2 separate regions of the Bicyclus anynana genome follow, and region 2 is linked to region 1. Evidence: chromatin contacts called from public Hi-C data. All regions are on one chromosome and are shown on one strand. Each heading gives the region's core, a stretch centred on a gene start, on an enhancer-like site or on the middle of the called end of the contact. The rest is flanking DNA. Distances are from core to core; before and after follow the strand shown.

Region 1 (4,277 bases), core at 864-3,363:
TTCAGATGTCATAGGTATTTATGTCTATAACAAATATCACTCTAGATTGAATACCTATCCCTATTTTTCCCAAAACGTGGTAACTCTACTAAAAGGCACAGCCTGTTCTCTTTTATAAATTAGTATTAAACGTAAAGAATTATATAAAACAACAAAATGCAAATTTCTAACAAATTAACTAAATTATGAAGTGATTTACTGACTAACACTTGCTCGCGACTTCGCTCGCCTTGATGTAGATTTTGTTGACTTAGTAGTAGTAGTGACATAGTAGGTAGGTATAAAAATGTATTTATTTGATGATAACCTTTTCAAGACCCCTGACATCATGTTCGTATAATGTCGATCGGCTTTGGCATTCCAATGTAACAAAGAAACAAACTCAAATTCGCATTTATTTGTACCTACCTACCTAACTTGCTGAAGCCGGCGACTTCGTATGCGTGAAATTCAGTTTTTCCCAAATCTTGTAGCAACCATGGATTTTTTCGGAGATAAATCCGGGGTATATCAATTCTAAATTTTATCCAAATCGGTTCATCAAAGTAACAGCGGCGTAGGAGTAACGAACATTTTACAAACTTTCTCCTATAAAATATTAGTGTGATGATTTTGTACTTAATTATAATTCCATTAAACTACGACGCTGCTAATTTATTAAGCTATTTATTGCCAAACTTACACAGTTACACCGTTTACGTGTTTATGTTTATTTAGAACCACTTTGTTATTATGTAAAACTACTGCAACTCTACCTCTTTCATTACAGAATTTTATTTGGGTATTTAAGCATTTGCATTACAATACAGGTATTTTTTGTTACTATTTTTATTCATTTTATTACTTAATTATATACATAACTAAAAATAATTAATAAAATTGTATTCATACCTTGAATGTTTCGGTAATCAGCTTCAATGAACCCAACGTTGTAAACACTATTTTTTTTACACCATAACAAAACAACAGAGCGAGAATATAGTTCAACCAATACACAGTTTATAAAGGTTCAAAGCTTTAAAATACTCGAAAGGTATTGAAAAGCGGCACCGAAAAAAAAACGTAAAGTTCAACATACGCCGAGGAATGCTTGCATTTCAACTTCAACGAAGTCCCGATCGGCTAAGATTTGTGCTCGCAACTTGTAACTTGAACTTTAAAAAACTTGTTTGTATCCGCACTACACAGTAAATAAACATTTAGTGAAATTTAAACACGAAACTCGTGAGTTCTGAAAGTTTTGATTCATCGTTAACTGCCTGTCACTTCGCTAATGCCATCTACACGACCGCTCCACTCAGAGGTTCAAACCAATATGGCGGCTGGCGCTGGCGGGTTGAATTGAACGAAACGACCTGTAGGGTGAACGAAGGCAAGCCGTGATTGCTTGAGTTGAGTTGAGTGAGTGAAATGAATCCGCATCGATGCCGCATGGTCGGACTCCAAACCACCGCAAGTTGATATCATGAATTACTTTAAAATAAATCTTAACTTCACGTGTTAAGGTTCTATGTAATATAATTGCAATTGCAATGATTTATTTTTTAGTTACCTACATAATGCTGTGTTGTGTTACTGAAAAGTTGAAAACATTTTTAGTGATAAAATAGAAGAGACCTTTGAATTATTTTTATAAAGTTAACATCTTTCGCAAAAGTTCTTATGAGGGCGATCTGCCAATTTTCTAAATAAACTTCAATATGAAGTAGGTAGGTAGTCTGGTTCTGGTACTTAGTAGGTGACTAAACATAATTTCATACAAACCCAAGTAAAACACACATAATTGAAATTTTTTTACATTAAATAGAAGTAGGTTTTACTTTGAAGAAGTTTATAACGATAAATAATGAATTTAACTGCTATTCTCCAAAAAAGCCGCTGAAACTGGAGCACCGAAGAATGGAGATGTTAATTTTAGCATGTTCAAATTGTAGAATTAATATTAACATTGCTAGAGACCACTTGTGGTTGGATCGGTAGTTCTCCAAGGTAGTCCATGCGGGCCACATTTTATAAACATCCATAAAAAATACTTATCAGTAAAACCTCTAAACCAATAAAAACTATAAATTAATTTTGAAAAACCCATGACTAGACAATTTGGCATTGTCAAAAGTAAATCAAAGTTCAGTCAAACAACATTCGGTACACTCCAAATTACCAATGTACTAATATCGACATTTCCTTTATTTTCCACTCATTGAAATTATGAGTTAGGAATCGAAACTTAATCAGTTCAACACATTCGGCTTTACCTTTTCAAATATGGCGTTGGATTTGGTCAGCGTTGCTCAGCCCCACTACATACCTGGGTTTGTATTACTTTATCCCCTTGATAAAAGATAGGTCCCTCTACGCTCGACATCGGAAAGAGACATATAGAGATTAATGTTTAATTAGAGTGATTACAATAACTTTGAAGAGGTACCTACCTACAATTTTAGTCTACACATATCTATGGTGGTATCTCACGTCCGCGGCATATCGGAAAGATAAATCGCTTGCGTTTTTTCCGGACCAAATCAATTACATGAAATACTAGCGGACGCCTGCGACTTCGTCCATATGAAATTAAATTTTTCACCAACTCCGAAAATTTACTCTCAATAACCTCCTTGTCTGAACCGATTTTAGTGAGAAGATTCTTTCTCATTAAAATCGGTTCAGCTGTTCCAAAGATTAGCATGGACAAACAGACATATACCTACATATACCTACAGAGAATATTTTAAATAAGTATGTTTATGTTTTGGTATCTTGTAAATTAACTATAAGCAATTGTTCTTATAATATAAGCATAAGCAATAACTATAAGTTGTAATTGAATTAATGAAACGCAGCTATTTTGAAATCACGGCCTGTAATGATGAAAATTAAAATAATAGTACGAAGAGCCGATGGACGTTGGTGTCCCAAAGTGCTGGAATGGCGACCCCGCACTTGTAAGCGCAGTGTTGGCCCACCCCCCACCAGGTGGACTGACGACATCAAGCGAGTCGCAGGGATTCGCTGGATGCAGGTGGCTCAGTATCGCGATGTTTGGAAGTCCCTACAAAAGGCCTATGTCCTGCAGTGGACGTCCATCGGCTGATATGATGATGATTGATGATAAAATAAATTGAACCGAGCTGGTAATGAAATCAAGGAGCAGTCGTTGGTCATTCAGTAAGTGTGCCTTTACTCTGACACTGTACATAATAAGATGAAGCAATAAAAAGTGAAAACATCACGAGTCCACTGTCGTCACAGCATAAAGGATATTATTTTCGGATTCTGTGACCCGCGCGACACCGTGACACGATCGTATATCATGTTGAATATCCTGCAATTTATTGCTTTGTTATAAACTTATGACACCATCTGGGTTTCGTTGCCTAACCCTCTCAAACTGACCGCAAATTGCACCATGAACATTAATTTTTCAATAATATTGATTAACTAGCTGACGCCGCGCGGTCTTACCCGCGTGGTTCCCGTTCCCGTAGGAATACGGGGATAATATATAGCCTATAGCGTTCCTCGATAAATGGGCTATCTAACACTGAAAGTATTTTTCAAATCGGACCAGTAGTTCATGAGATTAGCGCGTTCAATCAAACAAACTCTTTGGCTTTATTTTAATATTAAGTATAGATTTCCTTTATTTCTAGTTACACGGGCCATTGTCCAGAGTACAAGTATCGTATCGGCGACACATATGGCTCCACCACACACAAGATACTGCTGGACCCCAGCGTCAGTCACTCGGAGCGGCTCGTGCTGTCTGATAGAACCGCTGACGATTTCCAGGTATTGTATACTAGCAGGCGTTACTTTGGACAAGTTCATTATGAGTAGGGAATAATTATCGGAAAATATTGACTTTATAATGTTCGTGATTTAATCATTAAAGGCCCCCACATCGCTACTCCACAGGTTACCGTCCAGGGGTGTGATTCTGCTATCTTACATTCGTCGACGAACCTGTCGCCTATAACACGTCTTATTTGAATTTGATACCACAATTAATCGAATCTTTATGATACCACAATTCAAATGTCACTAACAACGAAGTGGCCATAGAAATGAACAATTTTACAGCGCTCTAGCTTTTTTTTTTTATTCTTTACAAGTTAGCCCTCGACTACGATCTCACCTGATGGTAAGTGATGATGCAGTCTAAGATGGAAGCGGACCAACTTGCTAGGTGAAGGATGAAAAACCATATCCTTTTCGGTTTCTACACGACATCGTACCGGTACGCTAAATTGCTTGGCGGTACGTCTTTGTCATAAGGG
Region 2 (4,277 bases), core at 799-3,298, 51 kb before region 1:
ACAAGTCATAACATAATTAAAGTACGTTCTAAAATTTTATTAAAATTTAACGTATTTTATTAAGATAATTGTTGAACATATTAACAGTAAATTTATTATATATAAAAAACAACACATATAAAACAACATATCATGGATAAATAAATATTACAACAAATGGCGCTCTACTCGTATTTGTTAAACGCAAAAATACCACTATATCATAGTGGTATTTTTGCGTTTAATAATTAAACATTAACGAATTAAAGCCAATCAAGCTAATAGTGAGCTTAGCTTTATTACAATACTATGAAAGTTTTGTTTAAAGTTTGTACCAAACAAAGTTGGCATATCTGTAGTCGCTTATATTGTTGCTATATCGTTAAAGGTGAAACGGTGCCTTATATGTATTGTATTGTATCTCGTATCGGTAAAAGGAAAATTAATCTTTCGCCAAGGTCGGTCGCAGGCGGATATGTTTGCGCCCGAACATTATATCCGATTTTTTATGCAGACTTCTGAACAATTGTTTTTTGTGTCCAATGTCAATGACACACGAGATGATGATAGGAATATAGATTAGTAGGTACTTGAACTACGCGTATCGACCTGACGCGTATCGACGCGTACAGGTCAAAATCGAGGATAGCTAGCTAGGAGTGCTACCAATGTTTAATATTCGACAATAACTGTAAGCAATTCCCATTGAAACAGCGTGGTTGGGTAGTAGGACAATCAGGTAAAAGGAAAAGGTTGCGTACAATTGACAATACATTGATCTATACTAGAAAGAACCGTGATGTTTTGGAAATAATTACTGCTGAGTTTCTTGCAGCCTTTAGTCTGGCCAACGAATCAGTAATGAAGTCACTAGAAACACACTTGACTTTTCAAAAGAGCTAGTGAAAGTATCAAAACAAATGGATTTGTGTTTGTACTACGGACTGATATGACATTTACTCCCACTCTGTTTATATTCCACTCGATTCGTGTGCAATATCCATACCATTAGAAGGTCAGAAGTCAGTGGGACGCAGAAGAAAGTAGGAAAGGGCCCAACTAGGTACGTAGGCGGCCGATATGACAGTGAAATGAAACGGCCCTAATGAAGTTTTATGAGGTGTGAAAGATTAGCATAATTCAAACTTTTCTATGGCGATAAGCTTGCAGCGTCCATAAATATTAAGATGAAATTAAGCCATTCTATATGAAAGTTGCAGCTTACAATTTATTTTACGAATGGAAAACTTGTGACTTCATTTGTAGACATGCCACGATATCGATCTAAATATGAATCGACGAAGACCTAAATACTGAAATGCCTTTATAGATTCACATGCCTAACCTAGAGAAATCATATGAAAGAGCGATTAATCTTCCACCATATGTAAGAATTTCATACATTTGTACGATTATGTTACAGATAAGACTCATGTAAACAAACTATTTACTTCAGAAACACAATAATTGTTCGACAAAGGTATTTCCCGTAATTCAAGAACTATACATATTATGTCATCAACTTGAATAGCTTCTGTTTTATCGTAAATCCTTTTACTGCAACAAAGAGTAATTTCTTCATATTTATTAAATAACTACAGTTTACGCACAATTTAGACAGTCTTTCTATTTCTTTAATAACCATAACACTGCAGAAAATGACCTTTATAAGGTTGTTTGTAAAACGAAAGTTTTCAGACAACCTTCCGTGTCTCAATATACTTAACAAGACACGATTTCGTACGCACATTCTTTTTTAAAAATTAATAAGTGCGCAGCTTTTCCCACAGAAGGAATTTCTCATTGTTATGTTTCCATAAAAAGCGCTATTACTTTCGCTCGGACATCCGTTATTGCTCGTAAATCTTCTCCATTATTATTGTAAACAGTTTCACTTCTCGGACCGTTTAAATCAGGTCCTTATGTCTACGGTTCAAAAGTAAAACCCACTCGAATCGATATATCGATTACTAATAAAATCAACTTTCACGTTCCAAGTGACGAATGTATCATATGATGGAGAGATTTATCGATAGCTCACGAATCTCGATCACTTGTGGAAAGTCGTTTAAGTTTAATGATATCGGCCTCGTTTCATTACCAAATACAGAAATCATGCGCGTAATTAATTGTATCAACGAAAGCTGTGCGTGAATTTATATTTGCGACATTCCTCGTGTTGATATTAAATTTATTTCATTACTAATCACTTTCCGATTTAATAACTGATTCACGCGGCTAAACAAACAAAATCTGCCACTAGGCACGATTTTTTCGACGTCTTCAACAATCATAGTCAATATATCAGCCATTTTACACTAAACCATTCGGCAATATTGCACAGATAGTGTGTAATATACTCGTAGCAAAGGTATTCTATGATCATAATGAAACGCAAAGTGAAACAAAGTAACACGGAGAGTTTATTTAATGCAAGCGAGCAAACATCTATCTAATCAACAAACTTAATGTAATTTTTGTGTCATTATGGAGACAAAATTGTTGCCTTTACAACGAATCTACTGAGTGGATATTCCTTGTAGTATGAACTTCTCTATTTTTTATGTTAATAAAAGTATCATTAACAATTACTTTATCGTCATTCTATTCTAAGTTCTGTATTTTTATAGCCATAATGTCAATGTTAATCAAAAGACAACGTACGACAGCGACAAAATATTCAAATATATGAGCATCGATGTTATCAAGAACACTCAACCAGCTAGTTTGTCTGTACGTATTTTTAGCGTTACTCGTATTTATATATTCTGGAATTTTGACTGCTTGTTAGCATTAACATCGTCGTCTACTTTGTAGAAAAACTTGATTCTAATTAGATTATAATTAAATCACTTTTGTTATGTACCTGGTTTAATTGATTGACATTCTTTACAATCAGTTATTGATTGTCCAAAAAGGATATGGTGTAACTTTCTGATGTCTCTTTTTATGTTTGTTTATTCATTATTTATTATGACACTAGACAGTAATTATTTGTATAGTAAATAATTGCGAGTATTGGTTACCTTGGAATAATATTATCATTGCGTATTACAGCTTTTTTCTCTCATAAGATACAGGATTATTAAACTTGGATTACTACTAGATCTTAGAGGATCACGGATCTATGAAGTAAAAGCGTTAGATTTAGCGTTTTCTGTTATGTGTTATAGCTTGGCAACTTCGTTCGTAACACTCCCGATGGTAAGCGTGGACCGGAGGTCGTGAAGCGCTGAAAGAATTACCTTAATTCTTTACGAGTGTTAAGTCTGCCAATCCGCCGCATACAACACAAACTAGATAGAATTAAGCCTAAATAGCTCACAGTAAAGGGACTGAACAAACAGAGGTCACAGGTTCGGTCTCCGCCCGTCTATTGTTGTACCTATGCCCAACAGTATTTCCGACTAATTAAAAGAGAACGGTATTAGTAGGGGTGAAAAATTCTATATAAAGGTACCCTGGATAACAGGTTTAGTGTCTTTTAAGTTCTAAGACTTTCACTTTATTTTAAATGTCGACATTTAATAGAACCTAGCACAGCGGGATTCGACCGCATTTTTAATCTAAAAGAAAACATAAATGCAGCTGTTACTTTTGATTATGATGCATATTCGTTCGTTATTTCACGGATATTTCCTGATCTTTCTTCTTTAAAAATGATCTTTCTTCTTCTTCAACTAGCTATCCTTTCCAAAAAATAGTCAAATTTAAACAATTGTAAATAAAAATTGATTCCTTTATGATATTGAATAAAATCATTCTCTATTTAAGCCAAAGCCGGCGAATTTTTAAAATCTTTCACTTTTGAAAGTTATTTTTTTTTATTTACGATGACACATTTTCATTAATAATTTGGTAACCGGTAATTTTAAAGTTTGATTTATAGCTTTTCTTTACGCTTTAAGAAGTAAACTACCTTTAAATTGACATTACTTTCAGCGTATTCCTATAATAATACCTAAAACCTAAACACTAAGTATCACTTACCATCAGGTGAGACTGTAGTCAAAGGCTAACTTGTACTCAAAGAATAAATTTAAAAAATAATGTTTAGCTTAGTTTAGTTTTAGTTTTCATTTGTTTTGATGCAATTTGATAATTATATGTATTTAAGATTTCTGACTATGACTGAAGGTTTTAATTTTGCATTCATATGTGTATTTCTGATTTATATTTGTTAAGTCATGGATACCCTACATTTAAGTTTTCATTTGTTTTGATGCAATTTGGTTATATGTATTTAAGATATCTGACTATGACCTATGACTGAAGGTTTTAATGTTGCATTCATATAT

What was found. A called contact is a pair of places that touch in the nucleus more often than the background predicts.
Region 2: a contact with region 1 is called in a Hi-C map of whole body, with 2.7 times the contacts expected there. The contact joins the enhancer-like site here to the promoter of LOC112053511 in region 1. A contact is called at or near these places in 2 of 2 Hi-C or Micro-C datasets (whole body and whole larva).

Annotation. Positions count from the first base shown.
Region 1 is chr4:16,197,961-16,202,237 of ilBicAnyn1.1, reverse strand. LOC112053511 (UPF0605 protein CG18335) reads left to right here and starts at 2,113. Exons shown (of 8, transcript XM_024092947.2): 1 at 2,113-2,312; 2 at 3,651-3,789. The coding sequence starts at 2,266. It overlaps LOC112053508, which reads right to left and starts at 1,316. Exons shown (of 3, transcript XM_024092945.2): 1 at 892-1,316.
Region 2 is chr4:16,248,517-16,252,793 of ilBicAnyn1.1, reverse strand. All of the region lies in intron 2 of LOC112053508, which reads right to left. Among protein-coding and RNA genes, the nearest start is that of Trnak-cuu, 7.2 kb to the left of the region's middle. Within about 2 kb of position 2,048, at least 1 of the 8 cell types and tissues checked has open chromatin away from gene starts, as enhancers often do.